Regions from separate parts of the Canis lupus genome. Here region 1 is linked to region 2. A link is a contact called in public Hi-C data. All regions are on one chromosome and are shown on one strand. Each heading gives the region's core, a stretch centred on a gene start, on an enhancer-like site or on the middle of the called end of the contact. The rest is flanking DNA. Distances are from core to core; before and after follow the strand shown.

Evidence for each region. Hi-C and Micro-C count contacts between places; a contact is called where the count stands out from the background.
Region 1: a Hi-C map of skin fibroblasts shows a contact between it and region 2, with 2.1 times the contacts expected there. The contact joins the promoter of RASGRP3 here to the enhancer-like site in region 2. A contact is called at or near these places in 2 of 9 Hi-C or Micro-C datasets (amygdala and skin fibroblasts).

Annotation. Positions count from the first base shown.
Region 1 is chr17:26,650,618-26,655,132 of UU_Cfam_GSD_1.0, forward strand. It overlaps RASGRP3 (ras guanyl-releasing protein 3), which reads left to right and starts at 2,849. Exons shown (of 19, transcript XM_038561250.1): 1 at 2,849-3,172.
Region 2 is chr17:26,285,861-26,291,098 of UU_Cfam_GSD_1.0, forward strand. All of the region lies in intron 3 of LTBP1 (latent-transforming growth factor beta-binding protein 1), which reads left to right. Among named protein-coding and RNA genes, the nearest start is that of LTBP1, 65 kb to the left of the region's middle. Within about 2 kb of position 1,586, at least 2 of the 20 cell types and tissues checked have an H3K27ac peak or open chromatin away from gene starts, as enhancers often do.

The sequences.
Region 1 (4,515 bases), core at 1,599-4,098, 370 kb after region 2:
GAGATGGGCTATATGGGGAGCTCTGTGAAACTGTTCTTTGTGAGAAGTAAAATACTTCCTCAAGAAAGGAGAAGGAACGTTTCCAATGAACAATGAAAGCCTGGTTAATGTACTTGGAGTTTCTTTGGAGAGTTCATGCTTCACACATGGGAGCATGGTTTGCCCCCAGAAACATACTACCCTGTGGCTGGCCATTTTCTTGCCAATGTCAACTCGTGTCCCTTTTAGCCACTTCAGTACACTGCAGCTGTTATATCCTGACCACCATGGATTTCCTTTTTCCTTTCTGCTATTACAACAGTGTCATTCATTCCTTTCTCTCCCTCTCTCTCTTTTAAAGAAATCTTTTCCTCCCCATCTGTGCCTGGGAATGTACATACTCTTGCTTTTCCCTCACCAGCTCTGGCTGAGCTCATTGTTTGACCTATTCTATCTATTATCAGGTCTTTACATGAAGGCTACAAATGGATGATGAGAAATGGCTGGATCTGAAAACAATAATCAAATCACTAAACAAAAGTAGGGAAATAGGACATTTTGTTTCCAACTAGAGACTTAATTTCTTCCTGTTTTCTTTGGTTTCATCTAATTTTAGGCAATGTATAATTTTCAGATATACATATAAGTAAAGTTGGCTTTGACTTTATCCATTTTTATCATGACTACCCCAAATGAGAGAGAACTTTTGTCTCTCCCTTATAGACCATCAGCTTGTTCTTTCTGCTGCTATTGCTTTGCTCCAGGTGACTTCTTCACAGTAACAGGGAGATTAGTGTGTCTTCCTAATATTATATATATATATATAGACTCTTCTAGTCTTCTAAATAGGAGTCACCAGCATAAAAAGCATTTAGAAATTTTCATTATTCTTCTATAAAACAAAATCAATTGCCTTAAATCTTGTTCAATTTTATTTTTTTAAATTGAGGTATAATGGACATATAATATTGTAAACTTTCAGGTATACAACATCATCATTTGATATTTCTATATATTATGAAATGATCACCACAGTAAGTCAACATCTGCCACCAAGCATTTTTTTCTTGTGATAAGGACTTCTAAGTTCCACTCCTTTAACAACTTTCAAATATACATTACAGTGTTATTTTTTTAAAGATTTTATTTATTTATTCATGAGAGAGAGAGAGAGACAGAGAGAGACAGAGAGAGAGACAGGCAGAGGGAGAAGCAGGCTCCATGCAGGGAGCCTCACGTGGGACTCGATCGTGGGTCTCCAGGGTCACACCGGGCTGAAGGCAGCGCTAAACCGCTGGGCCACCGGGGCTGCCCCACATTGCAGTGTTATTTATGATAGTCCCCAAATCTTTTTTCTAAAGTGGGATATTAATAAACAAAATAATTTTGTAGACCACTGTTTTTCATACTGTAAGGAGCATCAGCGTCACCTGGAGATCACACAGATTGCTCCTCCCCTCCCCCACTCTGAGATTCTGATCCAAGAGGTACTGAGGCTACTGGTCCAGGACAGCAGACAGCATACCAAGCAGCCCCTCCATCAAGGGAATTCTCTGACTTCCCCTGTGTTGCTTCTCAAAGTGTTCCCCCAATATAAAGAGCAGCCTGTTGACAGAGGTAGGTGTCAAATGACCAACAGAAAATGATAGATAATCAATAGATAACTAATAGAATCATGAGAAGGACCTTAAGTAATAACAGTTTCTAAAATGTGTCTTCAAAATTAGTAAGGTTTCTTTTTTTTATAAAGATTTTATTTATTTATTCATGAGAGTTACAGAGAGAGAGGCAAAGACACAGGCAGAGAGAAGCAGGCTCCTTGCAGGGAGCCCAAGGTGGGACTCGATCCTGGGACCAGGATCATGCCCTGAGTTAAAGGCAGACGCTCAACCGCTGAGTCACCCAGGCGTCCCCAAATTAGTAAGTTTTTAAAGCATGGGATGCACAGTATAAAAAAATAGAAGAGCACTAAATGTGTATATCACAAACCAGACTGTCCCCACATTCAAGATCTGTACTCCCATTTTGCCAAATCAACCATGTTTAAGTGTTTTGTTAGAGTATGTAAACTTCATATTTTGCAAGAAATTGAGAATCACTCTCAACATAGTTGACGCCAATTTGTACTCCCATGGACTGTTTTGAGAATTCTTACTCCTCCACACTTGAATGATATCTGACAACGTCAACATTTGGATCTGTCCATCTGATATGTGAAAAATGAGGTCTAATTTTTATTTTCTGTTGTAATTATGAGAGAAGTTAAATATCTTTGAGTAGCAAAACTGTGGACAATCTTTAGTTTAATGCAGATGGACGACCAGTTTATAAACTTAGCTTCGTAATTTCTTTTAAGCCAAAGTATCTGCTTTTCTCGTTCACCTGTTAATATCTTCCTGTTGTTGAACCTTGCCTCAAAAGTACTTCAGCTTCTTTCGAATGAAAAGAAATCAGAGTAGTGACTGACCCCCGTGGCCTGCCCCCTTCCCTCACTTCCCCCAGGAAATTCTCCTTCTGGCTCATTCCTGTGGGAAATGAAGGAGATGATGTAGGTTTGTTGACGGTATTTTATACAGAAGATGGTACATCGCCAAGCCCAAGCTTTGCTTGTGGGAAATGTCACTTTAGTGAAACCAAGATAATAGGAAATTAAACTTTGACTCTGGTACCATTACCAAAGCTGAATTTCCCTTAGCTTGTTTATCGGTGTTCACTTGAAAGAAACACACACACACACACACACAAACACACACACACACACACACCTCTGACTGCTTTTTGAAATCAAATACATTTCCTGCCTTCTTCTTTCCTCAGTGCTCTTACGACCAGCCTATTTATAGCCCGGGAAAGGAAAAAGCTCCACTGGAGGCAGGAAAACTAAGTTCAGAAAGAATAGGAGGAAGTGTGCCTGCCATTTAGCCAAACAACCTTTAATTCATTGAGCTCAAAGCTTAGCAGCTTCACTGTCGTCCTTAGGCGTAAACAGCTTGCAAATTTGACATTTTTTTCATGCTTTCCCCCTTTGGCCGGCATCAGGGCAGTGGAGGTGATGGCAGCATTTTAGGAGACAGGACAGGAATCTCTAGGTAGTTGCACGCGTGGAGGAGAAACTTGTGAGGGGTTGACGAAGCAGAAAGAGACATTTGAACAGAGGGATGAGCTGGAAATGATTGCACGTCTGCGACTTAAGGTAAGTGTCATTTTTAAGACTGTCCATTGTTGTGTCTACACGCACATGGCGAGCAATGGGCGTTCGCCAGGGACGCGTGTGTGCTGTGAGGGCAGGTCCTCAGGAAAAGCTCGTAGGCTCGTTTCTATTTCTGAAGAAATGTAGAAGTCAGTCTTGGCCATTGACTTCTTCAGTTTTTAACAATGATAATTTTTTTTTTTTTTGGAAATAGTAATTGTTTCCTTAAGATAGCTTTTTACCCAGTATGTTTTCTTCTGTTTTGTCATCACCAAGGGATTAAGTAGTATCAATAACTTTACTGAAGATCATTTTTGAAAATAATTTGAGTTTTTCTGTCCAATCCTCTCGAATTGCTGATAAATAATCCATGTACCGTTTCTTTGATCACTTCTGGCTTATTTATTTATAGTTTTGTTTTGATTTTTTTTTTTGTCACTTCTGGTTTAGAGTCCATTGAAATCAGCTCTCAAGCAAAAAACATCAACTTTGGAAAAGTTACTTTAGCTAAAAGTTAGTATTTTGTAGAAAAGTAAGTGAAGATAAAGTTGTTGTTTAGCTAAAAGTTAGTATTTTGTAGAAAAGTAAGTGAAGATAAAGTTGTTGTTGTTGATACAAAGCTTCTTTTCCTGGACATTCATTTTCAGACAAAGGAGAACCTTCCAGAAGCACCCAAAACAGCCTTGAACAGCTCCAGTGATAGAAACTGTTCACAATAGTTATTTACATTTAAATTATGATTTCAAAACATTCGTGTAGTATACGTTTTCTGAGTGACCTGAAAATTGCCCCTGGCTTTGGAAGTGGAAAGGTCTAAATAGAATGGGTTAAATCCAAGAACAGTTGATGCTGCCCACAAAAACTTGGAAAGCTTCTAGGGACATTCCAAATTCTTTTAACATTCCTTGCCATCAAACAACAAGGTTTGTTTAAATGATGCACCATATTTGCATCCACCCCTGAAAATACCTACATTTGTATCCTGGAGTCACTCAATTGATGTCACAATGACAACAAAGGAGTAAGTTTCTAGTGGTCTACTGAAAAGAAAGAGCAGAAGGAAACGTGTTGCTGTTATTTTGGCTTATCCCAGTTTGAGATTGGTATGTTTAGAATCTGTTGCAAGGAGATAGCAAAGCTGGAAGCCAGAAAAGCTGAGCCAGCCAGATTGCAGCTGGTGCAAGGAGGCCAAGCCTTGGTTTTGTCTCCATATGGAGTTCATTGGCCATTGTCTTTCCTAGGAGGATTTAAGGGTTATTTTTTCTGATTAAAAAATTATAATTCATTCCTTGGAAACCGTAGTAAAATGTAGTATTGCTTGAAGAGAGAAAATACGTTTCTTAGTT
Region 2 (5,238 bases), core at 336-2,835:
ATCTGGCTTCTAGTTGGATTGTATTCTCATTAGTTGTTGAAAGCCATGTAATAAAAAGAAATAATAGTAATTAAAATCTGAAACAAATTTTATTGTTTATTGTGTAATATCAAATTATCGATTTTGTTTCAGACTTGTTTAACTTAGCTCTTGAGGCCTAGGGGTTCCTAGGAAAGTTTTTGTGATTTGCTCTGTAAGGTAATCAGTCCAGCCCCAGGCTACTTGATAATAATGCTAGGATTACAAAATCAGAAATATTTTCCAAAGCTAGTGAGTAAATATTGTGCTTCTCTTAAAAAAACTTCCATATATCACCTTTATATTCAAATTAATTTGGGATGTTCATAGAACATAAGGATTTTTTCCTAATTTGAAGGATACATACACCCCATGTTTGTAGCAGCATTATGAACAATAGCCAAATTATGGAAGGAACCCCAAATGTCCATCGACTGATGGATGGATAAAGGAGATGTGGGTACACACATGCATACACACAGGAATATTACTCAGCCATAAAAAAGAATGAAATCTTGCCTTTTGCAATAATGTGGTTGGAGCTGGAGAGTATAATGCTAAGTGAAATAAGTTAGAGAAAGACAAATACCATATGATTTCACTCATGTGGAATTTAGGAAATAAAATGAATGAACATAGGGGAAAAAGAGAGGCAAACCCAGACACAGGCTCTTCACTATAGGGAACACACTGATGGTTGCTGGAGGGGAGGTGGGTAGGGGGATGGGCTAAATGGGTGATGAGGATTAAGGTGTGCACTTGTGATGAGCACCAGGTGTTGTATATAAGTGATGAACCATTAAATTCTATTCTTGCAACTAATACTACACTGTATGTTAACTAGAATTTAAATAGAGACTTGGAAAAAAAAAAACCCGTAAGGCTTTTTGGTTAAGCTTTACTAGGAAGTCTTTGGCAGGAAACCAAAAGAAATGATTTGGGACCTCCCCTCCAATCTCACATGTATTTATTGAATACTTACTATGGGTCAGATACTGTGCTAGGGGTTCAAGTAAATATTCTTTAATTTCAGCAAACAACCTGTACCTGTTGTGTTTATTTTCTGTTTGTAGGATGAATAGTTACTTTGGTGTTTTTAGTAGAAGTGTTGTATTTTTATAGGACAAAGTATATGTAGTGCTGTTTCATTTTCTGGCACTAAGTCAGATATTTGACTTGTTTCATCAAAATCCAGTTCTAGCATTAACAGTCCTGAAATTAATTAATCAAATGATTAGCTTGCTGTATCATCACACCAGGCACCATTTCCGACTTGTAGACATAGTGCTCTGGAAGATCAAACCCAACCCTAACCAACCTTACAAATTCAAACCAGTTTAGTTGGGGTATTTAAATGAGAGCTGGGAAAGAGATTTTTGCTTGGTCAGAAACACGCAGCAATAATAGTGTGTGAATTCATAGTTCCTGTAGGGTTTGGAAGAAAGGGCGAGGCCAGCCACAGGAAAAAAGGGCATTGTATGTGTGTGAGAGATATTTCGCAGAAACAGCAGTGTCTAAGAGCTTAACTGGGTGCAGCTGGACAGGCTTCCTTTTGTACGGAGATGCTGCCTCTAGTGTTAAGGGAGAAAACCTATCTGAAGAACTACTGTGACATTAGGGTGCCATCTGTCTTGAAAGTGAATTATTTTTTATAGTCTCCTTCAGAGTAGTTTCCAGACAATTAGAAAACTTCAATGAGGGTGGGTGCTGTTTTGCGTATGGACAAGTTCCTTCAGGCAAGAGCCTTGAAAGCTTTATTTCAAAGGGGAATCACATTGGGAGTTCTCACTGTGGTGTGATGAGGCTGCTTGCCACAAAGCTCCCAAGAACTACACACCTGTCCAGGTTCGTGGGTGAAAGAAGAATCTATGGCACAGCCTGTGCACCTTCTCTCTCCTGATTCAGCCTGTGATGGGTTTCCAAGACCTCTTCCTCTCAAGATGGTAATTTCCCCCTGAAATCAGAGTTTGACTTTTTCCTCTCAGCGTTTGGAGTTTCTTTTTGAGGGGATGGTGACATGAATACACATATCCACAGAGTTGGAAAATGAGACAAAACCTGAAGGTTTGCTTCTTAAAAAAAAGGCTAAAAATAGTTTTAATTCTCAGATTTTCTTGGAATAAATTCAAATGAAGAAGAATGCTAGAAACATTTAAACAATACAAATGCTGATCAATATTAATGAAGATTTTTAAAAGCTTAAGTGTTTGGAGTTGACATAGCAGTGGTGACATGTTGGCGAGTTTTTTCTTTTTGGTTAGCTGGACTGCTACTTAAGATTGTGTAGTGTAAGTGTGTATAAACCTCAGTTAAACTATTAACGTTTGCATTTTAAAGTCTGCATGGATCAGAAAATGGAGTTAGTATTTCATATCCTCTAGAATGATGACAGGCCATGGAAGTATAGGACAGTGCTGGCACATTTTCAAAGGCATTCTTCCCTGGTCTGGATACCATCATAGACACAACTGCAGTTTGGTTGATTTATTATATACACAACATGTATAATAGTTTGGAAGTTGGGTTTTTGTTTTTTGGTTTATTTTGCTTTTACATGCATTGGTTAGAGTTGATTATGTAAAGGGTTTGAAATAGTGTCTGGTTTAAAAACTTTGGGGCTGATATTCTTATCTTAAAAAAGACTTGGAACTAATGAATCTAGAAAATGCAAACATCAACACAGATCAATTCATAAAAGGATGTCAGCTGAGAAATGTGAACATAATTTGAACTTTTACGATTATGCCATTGGGCAGCAGGTGGCAAGCTTTGCTTTTCAATGAACTCCAGTTTTATTTTTGTACCATAGAATGCCAAAATTTGAAGAGGGTGGTTTGAATCCACTGGAATATGTCATTTCTTGGCAGTGCAACCTCGAGCCACCTCCTTTGCTCATTGTGCATAATTGCCTTTCTTTGGATGCTGAAGCTGATCCTTCGGTTCCCCTTGTTGGGGGAATTAATTCATATGAGCAACGCTTTATTCTCTGATGATTTTAGTAACACATTGTAGGGGAGAAAATAAATTAAAAACAAATGAGTTTTTTGAGGCAATCTGGGTATGGTTTGTAAGAGGTTTTGTTGTACAGTCTTAATGCTAACACACACACACACACACACACACACACATAACTTATTTTGCTTCCACTTAAAAAAAGATCACTTTTAACTGACTAGAAACCTTATCACAAATAAACAGAACTTAATGGAGTTCTATGAAAGAATTTTTGGAAAATTAGAGAAGAAAAATACTTTTGAGCCCAGGATTGAAAACCATTGCCTTCCCTTAGGCTGTACTCTGTGTTTAGTCAGGATTTGGATCCCAGTCTGGTAAAGAGACTCAGTCAAAGGTGAGAGTGATAGTAGGGTGGGCACTGAATTATTTTGTCAACTGTTATACTCCCTATATAAAACTTGTTTTTTGGGTAGTTAGGCATTGTGGAAAAATTGAAGGGAACAGAAGACTGAAGAAGCATGTGAATCATTGTAAATATTTAACATTGAGTAGTCTACAAAAATATGCAACACCTGCTGTGCATTCTTTTTTTTTTTTTTCCTGTGCCTTTTGTTAGAAATGAGTTCATATGGGCTAGCCTACTTTATGTTCATAGTTTGTTTTTTTCAATATGTTCTCAGGCTCTCGTCTTTTCCAGTGATACTTCAAAAAATTTTTTTAGAAAGTACCATGTACAAAAAAACTATAATTTACAACACATGCATCAAGGATAATACTAATAAACCAGATTTCTCATACCCACTGTCTAACTGAAGAAATAAAACACTGTCACTCTTAGAGGTTCTTGGTGTGACCCTTCTCCATACTTACCCTCTTCCACAAAGTAACTTGTATTAATAATTTTCGGTTTTTTGAAAATAGCTTTATTATATTTCTCGGTACTTCTGAACACTTATTTTGGTTAGCCAGTTTTTCGTTTTTCAGTAAACCTATTTATATTCTTCTGAGATTAGCTTTTCTTGCCCAGGTGTTACTGATCTTCATTCATAATAGCAGCTCTCAGACTCGAGTCTGTCTGATTCATCTGGAGGACATTTTTTTTTTTTTTTTTAATGGAGCCTAATGTGGGGCTTGAACTCATGACCCTGAGATGAACCAACTTAGCCACCCAGGTGCCCCCACCTCGAGGACTTTTAAAACCTGACTTGCTGTCCCAGCCCCTGCCCCCAACTACTTAGTTTCCAATTCAGTAGGTCTGAGGAGGAGGGTTCGCTCAGTTAACAAACTTGTAGGTGATGCTACTGCTGTTGTTCTTGGGACCACACTTGGAGAACCAAGGATAATTCTGAGAGTTTATAGAGGGGCTTCATTCTTTTCCCTCTTTTGGTGTCCCATTATATGAATGAATATACCACAATTTATATATCCATTTTCCTGATGAAGGGCATTTGAGTTTTTGCTATACCAACAGTGTTGTGATGAGCATTTTTGTATAAGTCCTCTGTTAAACATTTTTAAGAGTTTTTACACAATGGAATAAAAATCAGTATTAAAGATAAGTTTTGTTTCATGAGACTGATATTTTCGAGACACAGTCTATGTGAAATGGCTCTTTTTTTGACATTGGCTGAGAGAACTTTTTATTACTTTTATGTACAGAAAATTTATGTCCACTTAGTCCAGTTTGGTGGCCAGTTCTTCAGCCTTTGCCTTTCCCAGCTTGGCAGCATGAGCCACTGACTTTGGACGTAGGACATTGCCTGTCTAGTAACAGCGAATCTCCTCCTGTCATTGCAATTGGTCCCGATGGCTTCCACCGGCTTAGCCAGAGCTCCTTGGTCTTCCAAGTTAACCTGTGGGAAGGCGACAGTGGACCAGACACCCCTGCCTGGGCTTCTCCTTGCTAAGGCAGGGTAACTCCCATCTTATAGCACAGGGCAGGCAGGAGTTCAGCCAGCTTAGTGGGATCCACATCGTGCACAATCCTTGTTTTCCATGAAGGTGATGACAGTAGTAACCCCAGCTTGCAGGACAGGCAGCCTCTAGGTGGGGACATTGTCTGCCGGCAGCTTTCTTCTCAGCCTGGGCCAACAGTCTCCGATGCTTCTCTTTGTCTCTGGTTTGTTCGGTGGAACAAGGCCTGGGTGAACTGCTTATTTGTGGGAGGCACTTTTAGACATTTTAGAGAATAGCCTTTTGCTGCTGCAGTCATTTGACGAAGCAGGTGAGGTCTCTTTTGGGCTGGATGTCCTGTCTGATGATAAT